Regions from separate parts of the Sus scrofa genome. Here regions 2 and 3 are each linked to region 1. The links are chromatin contacts, called in public Hi-C and promoter capture Hi-C maps. All regions are on one chromosome and are shown on one strand. The core of a region is the stretch at or near the end of the contact, and the rest is flanking DNA. Distances in the headings are between cores, read along the strand shown. Region 1 holds the start of MRPL48 (39S ribosomal protein L48, mitochondrial). Region 2 overlaps MRPL48 (39S ribosomal protein L48, mitochondrial). Region 3 holds the start of LOC100514530 (cytochrome c oxidase assembly factor 4 homolog, mitochondrial).

Evidence for each region. Promoter capture Hi-C pulls out the DNA fragments that hold promoters and counts their contacts. Hi-C and Micro-C count contacts between places; a contact is called where the count stands out from the background.
Region 2: a Hi-C map of alveolar macrophages shows a contact between it and region 1, with 2.2 times the contacts expected there. The contact joins the enhancer-like site here to the promoter of MRPL48 in region 1. A contact is called at or near these places in 1 of 5 promoter capture datasets (liver), 10 of 47 Hi-C or Micro-C datasets (alveolar macrophages, embryonic fibroblasts, fetal heart ventricle and 3 more) and 2 of 2 datasets of contacts at active chromatin or transcription factors (alveolar macrophages and skeletal muscle).
Region 3: a promoter capture Hi-C map of liver shows a contact between it and region 1, with 1.7 times the contacts expected there. The contact joins the promoter of LOC100514530 here to the promoter of MRPL48 in region 1. A contact is called at or near these places in 1 of 5 promoter capture datasets (liver), 8 of 47 Hi-C or Micro-C datasets (fetal heart ventricle, heart right ventricle, liver and 3 more) and 2 of 2 datasets of contacts at active chromatin or transcription factors (alveolar macrophages and skeletal muscle).

The regions. Positions count from the first base shown.
Region 1 is chr9:8,219,800-8,224,152 of Sscrofa11.1, forward strand. It overlaps MRPL48 (39S ribosomal protein L48, mitochondrial), which reads left to right and starts at 1,842. Exons shown (of 8, transcript XM_005667101.3): 1 at 1,842-2,437. The coding sequence starts at 2,246.
Region 2 is chr9:8,263,659-8,268,260 of Sscrofa11.1, forward strand. It overlaps MRPL48 (39S ribosomal protein L48, mitochondrial), which reads left to right. Exons shown (of 8, transcript XM_005667101.3): 7 at 1,314-1,403; 8 at 2,829-3,593. The coding sequence ends at 2,903. Among named protein-coding and RNA genes, the nearest start is that of PAAF1, 14 kb to the right of the region's middle. Within about 2 kb of position 1,448, at least 9 of the 83 cell types and tissues checked have an H3K27ac peak or open chromatin away from gene starts, as enhancers often do. A contact at or near this core is called in alveolar macrophages and skeletal muscle, where this site is marked.
Region 3 is chr9:8,278,378-8,282,726 of Sscrofa11.1, forward strand. It overlaps LOC100514530 (cytochrome c oxidase assembly factor 4 homolog, mitochondrial), which reads right to left and starts at 2,792. Exons shown (of 2, transcript XM_003129636.4): 1 at 2,570-2,792; 2 at 1-574. The coding sequence starts at 562. The coding sequence ends at 308. It overlaps PAAF1 (proteasomal ATPase-associated factor 1), which reads left to right and starts at 1,241. Exons shown (of 12, transcript XM_003129635.4): 1 at 1,241-2,894; 2 at 4,210-4,250. The coding sequence starts at 2,848.

The DNA of each region.
Region 1 (4,353 bases), core at 592-3,091:
CCTAGCCTGGGAACTTCCACATGCTGAGGCTGTGGCCCTAAAAAACAAAACAAGTAAAAAAATAAAGTATTCTAGTTGTCTTGGGAATCCTTGTACTTTGATACACAGAACTAATGGTCCCCTTCTTCCTCCTCTTCCCTCTTCTCTTCTGCTTCCTCCCTCCCCAGAGTGTATGAACAACACAAAGACGGATTTGTCTCTTACCGGATCGCACATATGTGGACTAGACAAGGAAGGACCAGACTCTTTGGCCTAGCCAGTATGCCCTTTTGGAAACTCATAGTTGCAGTCCTTTGCAGCAGAAGGAGCTCAGGTGCTGAAATCAGCCAGCTCAGCCCTTACAGTGTGACTTACGTAAACCAGGTAACCTCCGTTCCTCATCCATGAAACGAATGCAATGATCCTCAGCTCCACAGGGTCGGTGGGAGGATAAAATGAACATACATACCTGAAAAGATCTGGCCTAGCACAAACCAAGAATTCGAAAGTGTTTTTTTTTTTCCTATTTAATAATTGACTTCTGAAATCCCAAGAGCTTTTAGATAACCGGTCACTATGGTGGAGGTGTGACTTGTATGCTATTTCGCCAGGAAGAATTAATTGCCATCTCTGTCTTGCCTCAGTACTTTACACACAATTCTGCTATTTCATCTGCCACACTATATGATAATTATTGGTAACTTTCTCTTTCCCATGTTTGATGGCAAGTTCCGCAGGCACTGAGATCCTGTCTGATTAATTCATGCCAACATCTAGCACAAGATGTGGAGATGTGACTTCTAACCTTGACTTAAAGGCTGACTGACCCTAAGGGAAATTTTCTGCAATTCAATTGCCTCATAATAATTGATAATAACTATTTTTTTTTTCGGCTGCATTTGCAGCATGAGGAAGTTCCCTGGTCAAGGATTGAACCCGTGTCACAGCAGTGACCACACCACTGCAGTGACATTGCTGGGTCCTTAACCAGCTGAGCCAGGAGGGAATTCCTCTTTTGTCTTTTTGCAAGTAGCCATTCTAACATGTGTAAGAGGATATCTCCTTGTGTTATGATTTGCATTTCCCTGGTGATTAGTGATGTTGAACATTTTTTCGTATTATCTGTTGGCCATTTGTATGTCTTCTGAGAAAAGTCTCTCAGATCCTTTGCCAAATTCTAAATCAATTTTTTTTTTCTTGCTATCAAGTTCTGTATATATTTTGGATATTAACTTCTTGTCAGATGTAGGATTTATAAACATTTTCTCCCATTCCATAGGTTGTCTTTTCACTCTGTTAATTTTTTGCTGCACAGAAGACTTTTAGTTTGATGCAATCCCTCTATGAGCTATTTAAGTGCAGGGACCTTGCAATACTCATCTCTGTGTTCCCAAGGTTCTATCAAAGGACTGGTACAAAGTCATGCTAAGGTGATGGACAATGTGTATAAAATAAGTAAATGAATGTGGGCTGTGACATTATCTCATGTAAGAAGGCGCGTGTCAGAGGGAAAACATATTGCATAAATGAGACTGAGTTTGAAACTCATCTGTGCCTCAGTTGGCTGGCCCCAGATTTATCTCTGAACCTCCTGCAACATCTTCACATGTAAAATCCAGTGATAATATTTCACTAAGGAATAAATTATAAGGAGTAAATTAAGCGATGCTCTGAGCATAACGCACTGCACATAGTGGCCACTCAATAAAAAAATAGTTATTGGAGCCCCTGCTGTGGTGCAGCGGGATCGGCGGTGTCTTGGGAGCGCTGGGACTCGATCTGATCCCGGGTGCACAGGGGGTTAAGGATCCGGCATTGCGGCAGCTGCGGTTCAGGTTATGACTGCAGCTTGGATCTGATATCTGACCCAGGAGCTCCATATGCCGCGACGCTGCCAAAAATGAGGGGGGAAAAAAGGAAAGGAAAAAAGTTATTATCAATTATTATGAGGCAATTGAATGCCAGAAAGGCTCACTTAGGGTCAATTAGCTTTTAAATCGAGGTTAGAAGTCAGATCTCCACATCCTGTGCTAGATGCTGGAATGAATTAAGCAGGCAGAATTTTAGTCTCTGAGGAACTCCCAATCAAACACGGAAAGAGCAAGTAACAAATTACTAATATATAGTGTGGCAGATGAAATAGCAGAATTGTGTAAAATATTGGGGCAAGTCAGAGATGGCAATTAATTCTGCCCGGAGAAATAGCAGCGAAGGTGACACTCGAGCTGCAGTGAGGGCAGGGTCTGCGGGGATTTCTAGACACTGAATGTCAGAAGCTGCCGGAACCAAGGTGCTGCGGGAGTTGAATGCGTCTCGGTCGGATATTGTTACTGGACCGGATCAAGGCCGTTCCGTCAGCATTTTCAGACCCCCAGGGATCGCAGCTGCCTGGGCCGATCTTCAGTTGGCCCGACTGCACACAACGCGACAGCAAAGGATGAACGGAGCTCTGGGAAAGGTAATGTCGGTTCCCCGCACGCTGGGCGCGGGGGGAGGTGGTGAGGAGAGCAGAGCTGGAAGGTGACCGCAGGGCCGTCACGCCGCTGCAGACATCCGGGTAAGAGACACCGGCGAGCACAAGGCTCTTCCCGGCAGCACGCGCGGCGCCCTCTAGTCCTCGGGCTGCGCTGGGTCCTCCTCTCCCGGTGCTGACTCTGCGGCGCTATCCGCGCGCCACGCCCCCTCTGCGCAACCCTGGGGGACTTTGGCCTGGAGAGAGAGGGACCCCCGCAAGGAGAATCAACCCGGTTAGGCCCTGATAATATGTATGACCTCGAGGAGGTCATTTGATTTTTTTTGCTTTACGTCAGCAACTTCCAGGCTTTTTCTGAATAACACCGTTTTTACTTGCTGAACAGACTGGGTTGTGAGGCTACGTGGCGACAGGGGAAGGGTAATAATAAACTACATTTTTACTTTCCAAACCTTACTTAGGTGACTTCAATAAAACCCTGTAAACCACATAAATGCATTCTTTGGCTTTCCCTTGGCCTCTTAAGCGATTTAATAGATTTCCGTTGTGCTTTTTTCAATTGTATCTTGCTGCTTAGAATAATGACTTATTTCAGCAAATTATGTTAAACTTTCATTTGAGGGATGAATTTGGAGACTCCACTCTCATGATACATAGATCAGCGTGGTCATGGCTGCTCACAGATCTGCTAGTAGTCACTTTGGGGCAGCCCCTGAATGTCTCCAGGTTTGTTTCCTTAAAGAACAAACCTCGCTTCATCCTTAATGAAATAACTCACTGTTGTTCATCCTAGCAAAACTGTGAGAATTTGGCTAGATCTGGTGAAAGGATAATAGAAAATCAAAATTTCAAAACTTAATTCTGGAGTTCCTGGCATGGCTCAGTGGTTAAGGAACCCAACCAGCATCCATGAGGACGCAGTTTCCATCCCTGGCCTCACTCAGTGGCTTAAAGGTCCAGCGTTGCCCTGAGTTGTGGTGTAGATTGCAGACGCTGCGCTGCTTGGCTCCCGCGTGGCTGTGGCTGAGGCCAGCAGCTACAGCTCTGATTCGGCCCTTAGCCTGGGAACTAGCCATATGCCGCCGGTGCGGCCCTAAAAAGACAAGACAAAAAAAAGAGACAAAACAATTCTTAAAGATGGTCAGTTCATGGCTCCAGGATCTTGCTTGAAGAGCCTTGATTCTGAGGAATCGTGAAAGGGATGGATCATTTTTCCATTTTTGGCCATTCCGTACCCCTGCAGAGCCCATGGAAATCCGTCTTTAGGCCATCGCCTAAAAGATGCAAGGCATACAAGGGGGTGGGGGAGGGAGTGGGATGGACTGGGAGTTTGGGGTTAATAGATGCAAACTATTACATTTAGAATGGATAAGCAGTAAGGTCCTACTATGCAGCACAGGGAACTGTATCCAATCTCTTGGGATAGACCATGATGAAAGATATGTAAGAAAAGGAATTTGTGCATATGTATGATTGGGTCACTTTGCTGTACAGCAGAAATTGGCACAACATTGTAGATAAACTAATGATACTTAAATTTTTTTTTTTTTGTCTTTTTGCTATTTCTTTGGGCCACTCCCGTGGCATATGGAAGTTCCCAGGCTAGGGGTCTAATCAGAGCTGTAGCCGCCTGCCTGCACCACAGCAACACTGGATCCAAGCCGTGTCTGCAACCTATACCACAGCTCATGGCAATGCCGGATCCTTAACCCACTGAGCAAGGGCAGGGACCGAACCCGCAACCTCATGGTTCCTAGTCGGATTCGTTAACCACTGCGCCACGACGGGAACTCCTGATACTTAAATTTAAAAAAAATACATAAAAATAACAAGGCATACACTGCCCCTCTGAGCCTGATGCCACTGTTCCCTTACAGACTCCTTTGTTAATGACTTTATTC
Region 2 (4,602 bases), core at 198-2,697, 43 kb after region 1:
CAGTGGCTTCCGTTGGGCACTGTACCCATTAGCAGTCACTCCTCTCTCCCCACCCCCTTAGCTCCTGGCAGCCGCTAATCTACCCTCTGCTTCCATGGTTTTGCCTCTTCTAGACATTTCTTTACATGGAATTCTGTAAAATGTGGCCTTTTATGTCTAGCTTCTTTTACTTAGCATGTTTCTAAGGATCATCCAAGTCGTAGCATCTGTCAGTACTTCATTCCTTTTTACCGACAAGTAATATTCCAGTGTGTGGACATCACCCTATTTTGATCCACTCCAGAAACATATCAGGAAGGTAACAAGAGGAGTTCCCCTCATGGCTCAGCAGTAATGAATCCGACTAGTATCCATGAGGACGTGGGTTTGATCCCTAGCCTCGCCCAGTGGGTTAAGGATCCAGTGTTGCTGTGAGCTGTGGTGTAGGCCTGCAGCTGCAGCTCCAACTTGACCCCTAGCCTGGGAACTTCCATATGCCGCGGATGCAACCCTAAACAACTGGAAAAAAAAAAAAAAAAGTAAGGAGAACTGTTAAGGTAGTAATACCCTAAATCTATGTTAATTTTTTAAATAATTAAAATACAATCTTTGGTTCTTTAAATATTATCAGGAATAAATTATTTGAGCTACGTTTTATGGCAGATCTAACTTGCCACTGAGGCCACAGGATAAAGTTTGAACTGATAGATGATCACCTAAGTGCCTTCATCATTTTCCTCCTGCTTCTCCTCTTCACGTCCCAATTCCTTCCAGCCACTCGTGGATCTAGTTTTCATCCCCTCCCCTCGCCCGCACTATGCTGTTCTTCCACGTTTTACTGAATATTGTTGCCTCTGCCTTCAAAAACTCCGCACCCTGTTTTTCTTCAAGACTCCAACCAGCTGTCACTCTTGGTGGCTTTCTTTGATCTCCCGGATTCGGTTAGGTGGGTGTTTCTCCTGTGGGTTCCCTTCTATCACACATCTGACTCACTGCTGGATTCTCAGCACAGGCTCTGACCCCAGTCAGGTCCTGGTCTAGGTGGGTGAACCTGAGTCGAGTTCAGGAAGTCGTCCTGGACTTAACCTCTCGGCCCGGTTAGGACATTCATTGCCTACAAGAGCAGATACTGGCCGTGAGCGTCTCAGCAGGCAAGCACTTTGGCAGATGGCAGGAGAAATCCCGAAAGGGCCGGGCGCCCAGCACAGCTCTGAGTGTTACTCCTTCACCAAGGGCCCTCTGGCTCTGCTGCAGCGGACATCGGAGCCCTTGCCCTGTCTGTCCAGTCATTAGCTTTCAGCACTTCTCTCAGAGCCTCTTCTTTCCTTTTGCAGATCAGCGGTTTGAGTGCTACGTTTGCAGAGATCTTCTTGGAAATCATCCACAGTAATCTTCCTGAAGGAGTCAAATTGTCAGTGAGGGAGGTAGGTGCTCGTCTGAGATGAGGCCCCCTGGTGGCCCGCCTGTGCTCTACATGCAGACGAGCCAATCTAGACCTGCTGGCTTTAGAAACAGTGAAGGCTCGTGGACAGTAACCAGGAAGGATGCTCGGGCCGCTTCACTGTGGTCGTTATTCTGGCTCCTCCAGCGCGCAGGGACGATGCACTCTAGTCCAGGGAGCTGAACTGTATTACAGCAACCAGATGCCAGGGTGAGCGCATTACACCCCAGAATTCCCTCACTTCAGGTAGGTGTGTAGCAAAAGGAATATGATTTAAGATCACATACAGTGTAATTAACCAGAACACAAATAGGGAAATGTACTTTAGAGAGAAGGTCCCTCGATCTTCAAAGCTTGGCTATAGCTTGACTGTAATCAGTAAAGAATGCCAGTCAAGGAGTTCCCATCATGGCTCAGTGGAAAACAAATCTGACCAGTATTCTTGAGGACGCAGGTTCAATCCCTGGCCTCGCTCAGTGGGTTAAGGATCCAGCGTTGCTATGCTGTGCTGTAGGTCGCAGACAGGGCTCAGATCTGGTGTTGCTGTGGCTGTGGCGTAGGCTGGCGGCTACAGCTCCAATTAGACCCCTAGTGGGTGTGGCCCTAAAAAGCAAAAAAAAAAAAAAAAAAAAAAAAAAAAAAAAAAAAAAAGAATGCCAGTCAGAATGTCTTGTGTGGTGCAGGATTAAGGATCCAGTGTTGCTGCACCTGTGGTATAGGCTGCAGCAGTGGCAAGGGTTCTGTCCCTGGGAACTTCCCCATGCTTTTGTTGCAGGGGGGAAGAAAAAAGCCAATCAGAAGAAAGTTTAGCATGGAAAACTTGGAATACATTAGGAACTTTAAGGGAACTATATCCAATCTCTTGTGATAGACCATTATGGAAGATAATATGAGAAAAAGAACATATACATATGTTCTAAAAAGACCAAAAAAAGAAAAATTTAATAAAATAAAATCAACCATCACACGCACAGACTCAACTTGGAATTTTAGCTTAAATACTGAGTATTTGGGTCCGGTTGCCATGACGACCCTTATTATGACACATACATCAGGTCATTTTAGACCATCTGTTATTTCCTATTGAAAATGGAGACCTTTGACATTCTCTGTCTCTTTTTTAAAGTGCGCCTATTGTGGTAGACATAGCATTTTGACATTAGTTCTTTATACATCTGTCTTCTCTCACCAGACTATAACTTCATTTAAAGCAGGGAGGAAGTCCAATTCAACGTTGAACCCTTGGTGCCTAATACAAGTCTGGTACCTAGTGGATACTCAGCAAAGTTAGTTGAATCTAAATCATTCTCTACAGGGCCGGCTGCTGGATGCTTTGCTGATGCTGGTGTGTTTGAGTAACTGAAAGCTCTATTGTAATTTCCTCATATTGTCTTTTTCTTCTCCTCAGCACACGGAAGAAGACTTCAAGGGAAGGTTCAAAGCTCGGCCAGAACTGGAAGAACTGTTAGCCAAGTTGAACTAGCTCATTGCACCCGTTGCATGCCAGCACTGTGTCAGGGAGTGTCAGGGAGAAGAGCTTCCTTGGCGGCCCAAGTTAAGCAGGAGACTCTAACCTTGTTGTCATAAATTCCCATCTCCACAGCCAGGAATGCCTCCTCGCTTGTGTGGAGGAGTGCCTGCCAATTGTCACCACTTTCCTTAGAGCCAACCCTAGTATCCTCCACCGAATAAAATCTGCTGCTGCTACACGTGTGTGTGTGTGTGTGTGTGTGTGTGTGTGTGTGTGTGTGTGTGTGAGAGAGAGGGAGACAGAGAGACAGAGAGGTCAGTCCATCCGTCCTGTGGAGTATCTGTAAGGGATTTGATTTTCTCTTGGCCTGACGCTTTAGCACCCGAGCACATTCCCCTTCAGTGTTTCTCCAATTAGAGTGAATTCATCCTTTAAATCAGTTTGGCATGGAGTCTCTGTAGTGAAACAGATGATCATAAGTAAACTCTCTGTGGATAGAAGGCATATGGAAGGAGATTTTGTATAGTTAAGAAAAAAAAAAACCTCCATATAGAATCAGGGTCTGTCTGTAAGTGAAAACATTTACCTTGTCGGGTAGTGAACAACTTGTAAGTATGCGGGTAGATGTTACATGACTACAAATTGGGGTTGCCTGGAATGAGTTTAACCAAAGAATTAAAGGTTGATTTTGATTCGGTGTCAGAAAACTGGGCTTGTGAGCTGTATCCCACCGCCTGCTTATTTGCTTTTTAAAAGTAATTTGGGAGCTCCCTGGCAGTCTAGTGGTTGGGACTTGGCACCTTTCATCCCTGCAGCCTGGGTTCAGTCTCTGGTTTGGGGATCTGAAGCTATATGCCACAGGCAAAAATGTAAAATAAAAGTAATTTATTGAGGCGAAATTCATGTCACAAAATTAACCAATTTAGAGCACATAATTCAGTGGTATTTAATATATTTGCAGTGTTGTGCAGCCTCTATCCTGTTCCAAAATTCCATTGCCCGTTTTTTTAAATAACGTTTTATTGGAACAGAGCCCTGCTCATTCATTTACATATTGTCTGTAGCTGCTTTTATGCTACAATGGCAGAATTGAGTAGTTGTGACAGATATTGTGAAGCTAATACATTTATTATGTGGCCCTGTGTAAAAATGGTTCGTCAAACCCTACATCCTTTGTTCTCAACCTTAAGCATGCATCAGGATCACCTGGAGGCCTTTTAAAACATTAATTACTAGATTCACCCCCATATTTTCTGATTTAGTAGATTTTTTTTTGTTTTTTTGCTTTTTTTAGGGCCAAACTCGAGGAAGTTCCCAGGCTAGGGGTTAAATTGGAGCTGCAGCTGCCTACCTACACCACAGCAACACCGGATCCTTAACCCACTGAGCAAGGCTAGGAATCAAACCTGCATCCTCATGGATCCTAGTCAGGTTCATTAACCACTGAGCCATGAAAGAAACTCCTGATTTTGTAGATCTGGAGCGAGGGTGATGCTGATACTGCTGGTCCAGCGTTGGCCTCTTTGAGAACCACTAGTCTAAGGGACCTCCAGTGTTTTCCTAGTCTGAGCGTTAGTGCATACTCTCCTACATAATAGCTCTCATGTACTGAGCTGGACCCTTTGCTAGGTACTACAATAGCTCTAGTTCTCACACCAGTTTTTTAGGGTGTTTATGTGAGTGTGCATGTGGATGGTACCCGACTGTGTGA
Region 3 (4,349 bases), core at 1,542-4,041, 60 kb after region 1:
CTCAAGACACCGGGTAGCACATCCCTCAACCCCACTGTTTTATGTGGCAAATACTGGTCAGTATCTATTTTGGTGGCACACAACAGGTAAGGATGTGTGGGATCTCAATGTGATGCTGTGCCAGCTCTTCATGGCAAACCCATGGCTGCCTCTCATGTGCAGGCTGCTAATTCAACCCCAGGCCCAAAGACGATCCCCAAGTCTCACACTTCTTGGCCCACACCCCCACTGTTTAGGACTTCTTGCCATGATCTCTCTGGATGCTTGTTTCTGCAGGGCCTCCTCTGGGAATAAATGGTTAGGGATCTCAACGGTGGGCACTGCTCTGCTCCTTCCTCCTCTGCAGTTCCTCCCGTCGCCTTGCCTGCTGGTCATTCATGCAGTCCTTGAAGGCCTGCACCTGTGGCTGGCACCGTCGCCAGTCCTGGTGCTGGGCCATGCACTCCTGCACTGCGTAGTGGGAAGCAGCACAGCCAGAGCGGGAGATCAGCTGGTCCAGTGGGTCCTCTTCTTCATCCTCCTTCTTCACTTGTCGGGACCAGGTATGGCCTTGAGTTGACATTTTTGGGAGTCTCTAGAACATCAGTGGAGGCAAGGTTACATATGATACAGTTCCTCTGTTATAAATAACACTGACCACTGCACTGTTATAGCTTATTTCTGCATGTCTCCCCTTGAAAATTGTAAGCTATTTCAGGGTAGATACTGGACCTGATTCACCTCGGTACCCCCAGCTGTAGGCCTGGCAGAGAGCAGGCCTACAAAATAGCTTGAACCAAACATAATGAGATAAAGTGTGAAAATGCTTAGTTTGGGACTAATAATCTCTAATGGCTTCTACTAATAGAACATGAATTAGGTGAAGTGTCACCCTCTGGGGTAGCTATCTCTTTTCTCCTATTGGAGAAGCTATCTTTTTAAATTCTATGGCTGGAGAATGACAAAATTTAACACTTGGGAGAGTACCCAACCATGGGTAGGGTTTAACATACAGGAGGGATGAAGAGAACTGTGTGGCTGTGGCACAGAGCATAGAGGGTCCAGGACAAGCAATGAGTCCGTGAGGTGTGAGGGTACCTAATGTGAGGTGTAACCGCCCAGACTATGTGAGCACAATCATCCGCTTCATGACACCAAGCACAAGGTAGCATACAGAAGGAACTGAAGAAAGGCAGCGAGAAATGACCTCAGCCTTTGTAACAACCATAGGCTGTAAATGAGCTAAGGCTCCTTAATGCCCCTCCTGGGTCTCTGATTCACTCTACAAATGATCACTGAGTACCTATCACATACCAAGCACTATGCTAGAGTTGAGGATACATGAGTGACCAAAACAGAGACAGTTCCTGCCTTTATAGAGTTTACAAGCTAGACAAGTAAATAGGTTATTTACTTGTGTACAGTGTGTACAAAAAGCGAAGATGGGGAACAGAGCAGAGGAATACCTAAGCCAGACAAGAGCAGGACTAGACACCTGAAGGCTTCCTGGAGAAAGTGATTTCTAAATTGAGACTTGAAGGATAAATAGGAGTTGGCCAGAGATATAAAGGATATTCCTGGTCAATGGAAGAAAACGATGGGGGTTCTGAGACAGAATTTGACATGAGAGGAACTGAAAGTTCTACATGATGAGAGAAAAGTGAGTACAGGAAAATTAATGAAACTGGTGAGATGAGAAAGTATCTGATCACGGCAAGGCCTTGTGAATCATGTTAGGGTGTTCAGAGAGCAAGTGAGAAGTCACAAGAAGGATTTAAGCACTCTATAGCCCTACACAAAACACATTTGCTTTGGAGGCAGTATAACCTAAGGGAGAGGGGAAAATGGGCTTCGAAAACAGACTTGGACTGGAAACAGCCTTGTCACTGACTCATTGAGTGTCTTTGAGCAAATTACTTCATAATCTCTCTTGAAAAAAAGATATCTACCTCACAGGATCAAGACTAAACGAGATAATGCATGTAAGGAGTCTGGCACATCCAAAGAGTTCAGTAAATGATAGCTCCTATTACTATACATGTTTCCTCTTCCTAAAAACACTGTGAGCTCTTTAAAGGCAAGAGGCAAACCTCTTAGAACAAGTACGGTAGGAAGAACAGTGCCTTGGATCCTAAGCCAAGAAATCCAGGTTTGAATACAGGCACCTCGCCTTGCTATGCACACGCATTAGCATGTAATCTTTTAAAGTGTCCTTCTAAGGTAGTATTTAACTCGCAGAGTTACTGTACGGATTAATATGCTAATAAGTGATATGTGCTTAGACTACAACAGGACTCAAATAAATGCTGCCTTTTCTTTCCCCACCACGACCCGGCTTCAGTCTTTACTGGATTAAAAAGAGAAAGACTTTTGCTTAGGGAAGGCTCGATGGTCGGCAGCTCGTTCGCGGAGGCCAGCGTGGACTAGGAAGGCATGGAAAGAATGGAAAAGCAGAGAAATCCAGGCGGCAAAGTTACTTAAAGTCCTCTCCCCACTACAGAGCGTACGCATGCGCGCGCGCAGCCGCCGGGCACATCCCGATTGCGCCCGCTATGCTTCACCGCGCTAGGACTTGGAACACAGTGCTCACCCAACAGGCCAACTAGAGGACCCAAGCGCGCCCTCCTGCACAACGGCGTCAATTTTGCAGGCAATTGGAACTCTTCCGACCCTCCCGTCAGGAACAAGCCTACTGTGAGATGCACGCGCCTGCAAAGGGGTAGGGAGGGGAAGAGGACCCCCCCCCCGCCACATTTCATTGGTGGCCTCTTGGTGTAGATCCCGCCCTTCGTTCTGCACGCGTCGCCTTCGGGGGCACCCACTTCCGGGGTAGAGCGGAAGAGGCGGGCTGGTGGAGGCGGGGTCAAGATGGCGGCGCCTTTGAGGATTCAGAGCGACTGGGCTCAAGCCCTCAGGTGACTCCAAGTCCAGGACTGGGACGGAGGAGGCGAGGCGGGTAGTGGATGTTACCTCTGCGTTATCGAGAGCCATGCCCGATCCAGGATATCCATAGGAGTTAGTTTATCGGTTGTTGAGGCCTAGAAATATGTTTCAGACCCTCATGGTCAGGTTTTCATTCTCAGAAGAGCCGTGCTGAGGCCAAGGAAACTCATATGCTCCGTGTGATCCCAGAGGCAGAATAGGATCAGTGAGTTAGAAAAAGACAGGAAAACAGGAGGCAGGAAGACTCTTTGCAAGTAGTCATGGTCATTTAGCAAATATTTATTGGTCCTCAGCTATTTGCAAAAGTCCGAGTATACTCACCACCACCACAATAACTTTGAGTGTGTGATGGAATCCTTGCATTCTCCTTGGCCCTTAGTAGTCATGTTTTACAATTCCATTGAGGAAACAGTGTAATGCCTACCTTGTCTAGGTTCTGACCTAGATAAATATTCGGTGGAGTTCAGATGTGTTCTCTAAACTTAAGGGGTGGTTCCTGCTCTCAAGAAGCTAACAGCTTAAAAAAAAGTAGCAGCAGCTAACAGCTTAATTGGAAACGCACAGCAAACCATTTATTCACTTAACATATATTTATTGGTCATATACTGTGTAAGTTATGGTGGGCACCAGAGTGAGTACAGCAGTGTCATGAATGGTGCTTTTTTTTTTTTTTTAAATAGCTGCCCCTGCTGCATATTGAAGTTCCCTGGCCAGGGGTTGAATCCTAGCTGTAGTAGCTGTAAACTGTGCTGCTGCAGCAACACTGGATTTTTTTAACCCACCAGGCCACAGTAGAAACTCAGGCAAATATTATTACTAATAAGTTTTTCAAATTGAAACAGTTGTGAAGATTAATAAAACATAGTCTCCTGTGTTTAAGAAACTTACAGCTTACTAGGTGGGCTGAAATAAAAACATGTTACTGTAACACAGGATGTGTAATAGGAAGAACAATGACATTTATTGAGGACCACCAAGTGCCTTTGAGAGAACACAGTCCAGAATCAGGAAGTAACTTGCCCAAGATTCTGCAGCTAATAAGCATTTCATCAAATATTTAATGAAATATTTGAGCTTCATTGAGTCAACAAATCTATGCATTAAACACTTAATCTGCAGATATTTCTTCAAGTAAACAAAGTTTGTCTATGCCTAGATGAGATGTTAGATTAGATCATGTCTGAGTACTGTGGCCAAACTAGAAATTATGCAGTCTTTCTCACCTGCATCAGTAGCATCCTTTTTGACACTGAATGAGCCTAAGTAGATTTTTATCTCTCTTCATAGGAAGGATGAAGGGGAGGCCTGGCTGAGCTGTCACCCCCCAGGTAATGTCTTTAAATCTGTATGACTTCCCTTTAGAGAAAGGATTTACTACCTCTGAAAGAGAGCTTCCTACTTTCTCCTGGCCCAGACTCCTTGCACAG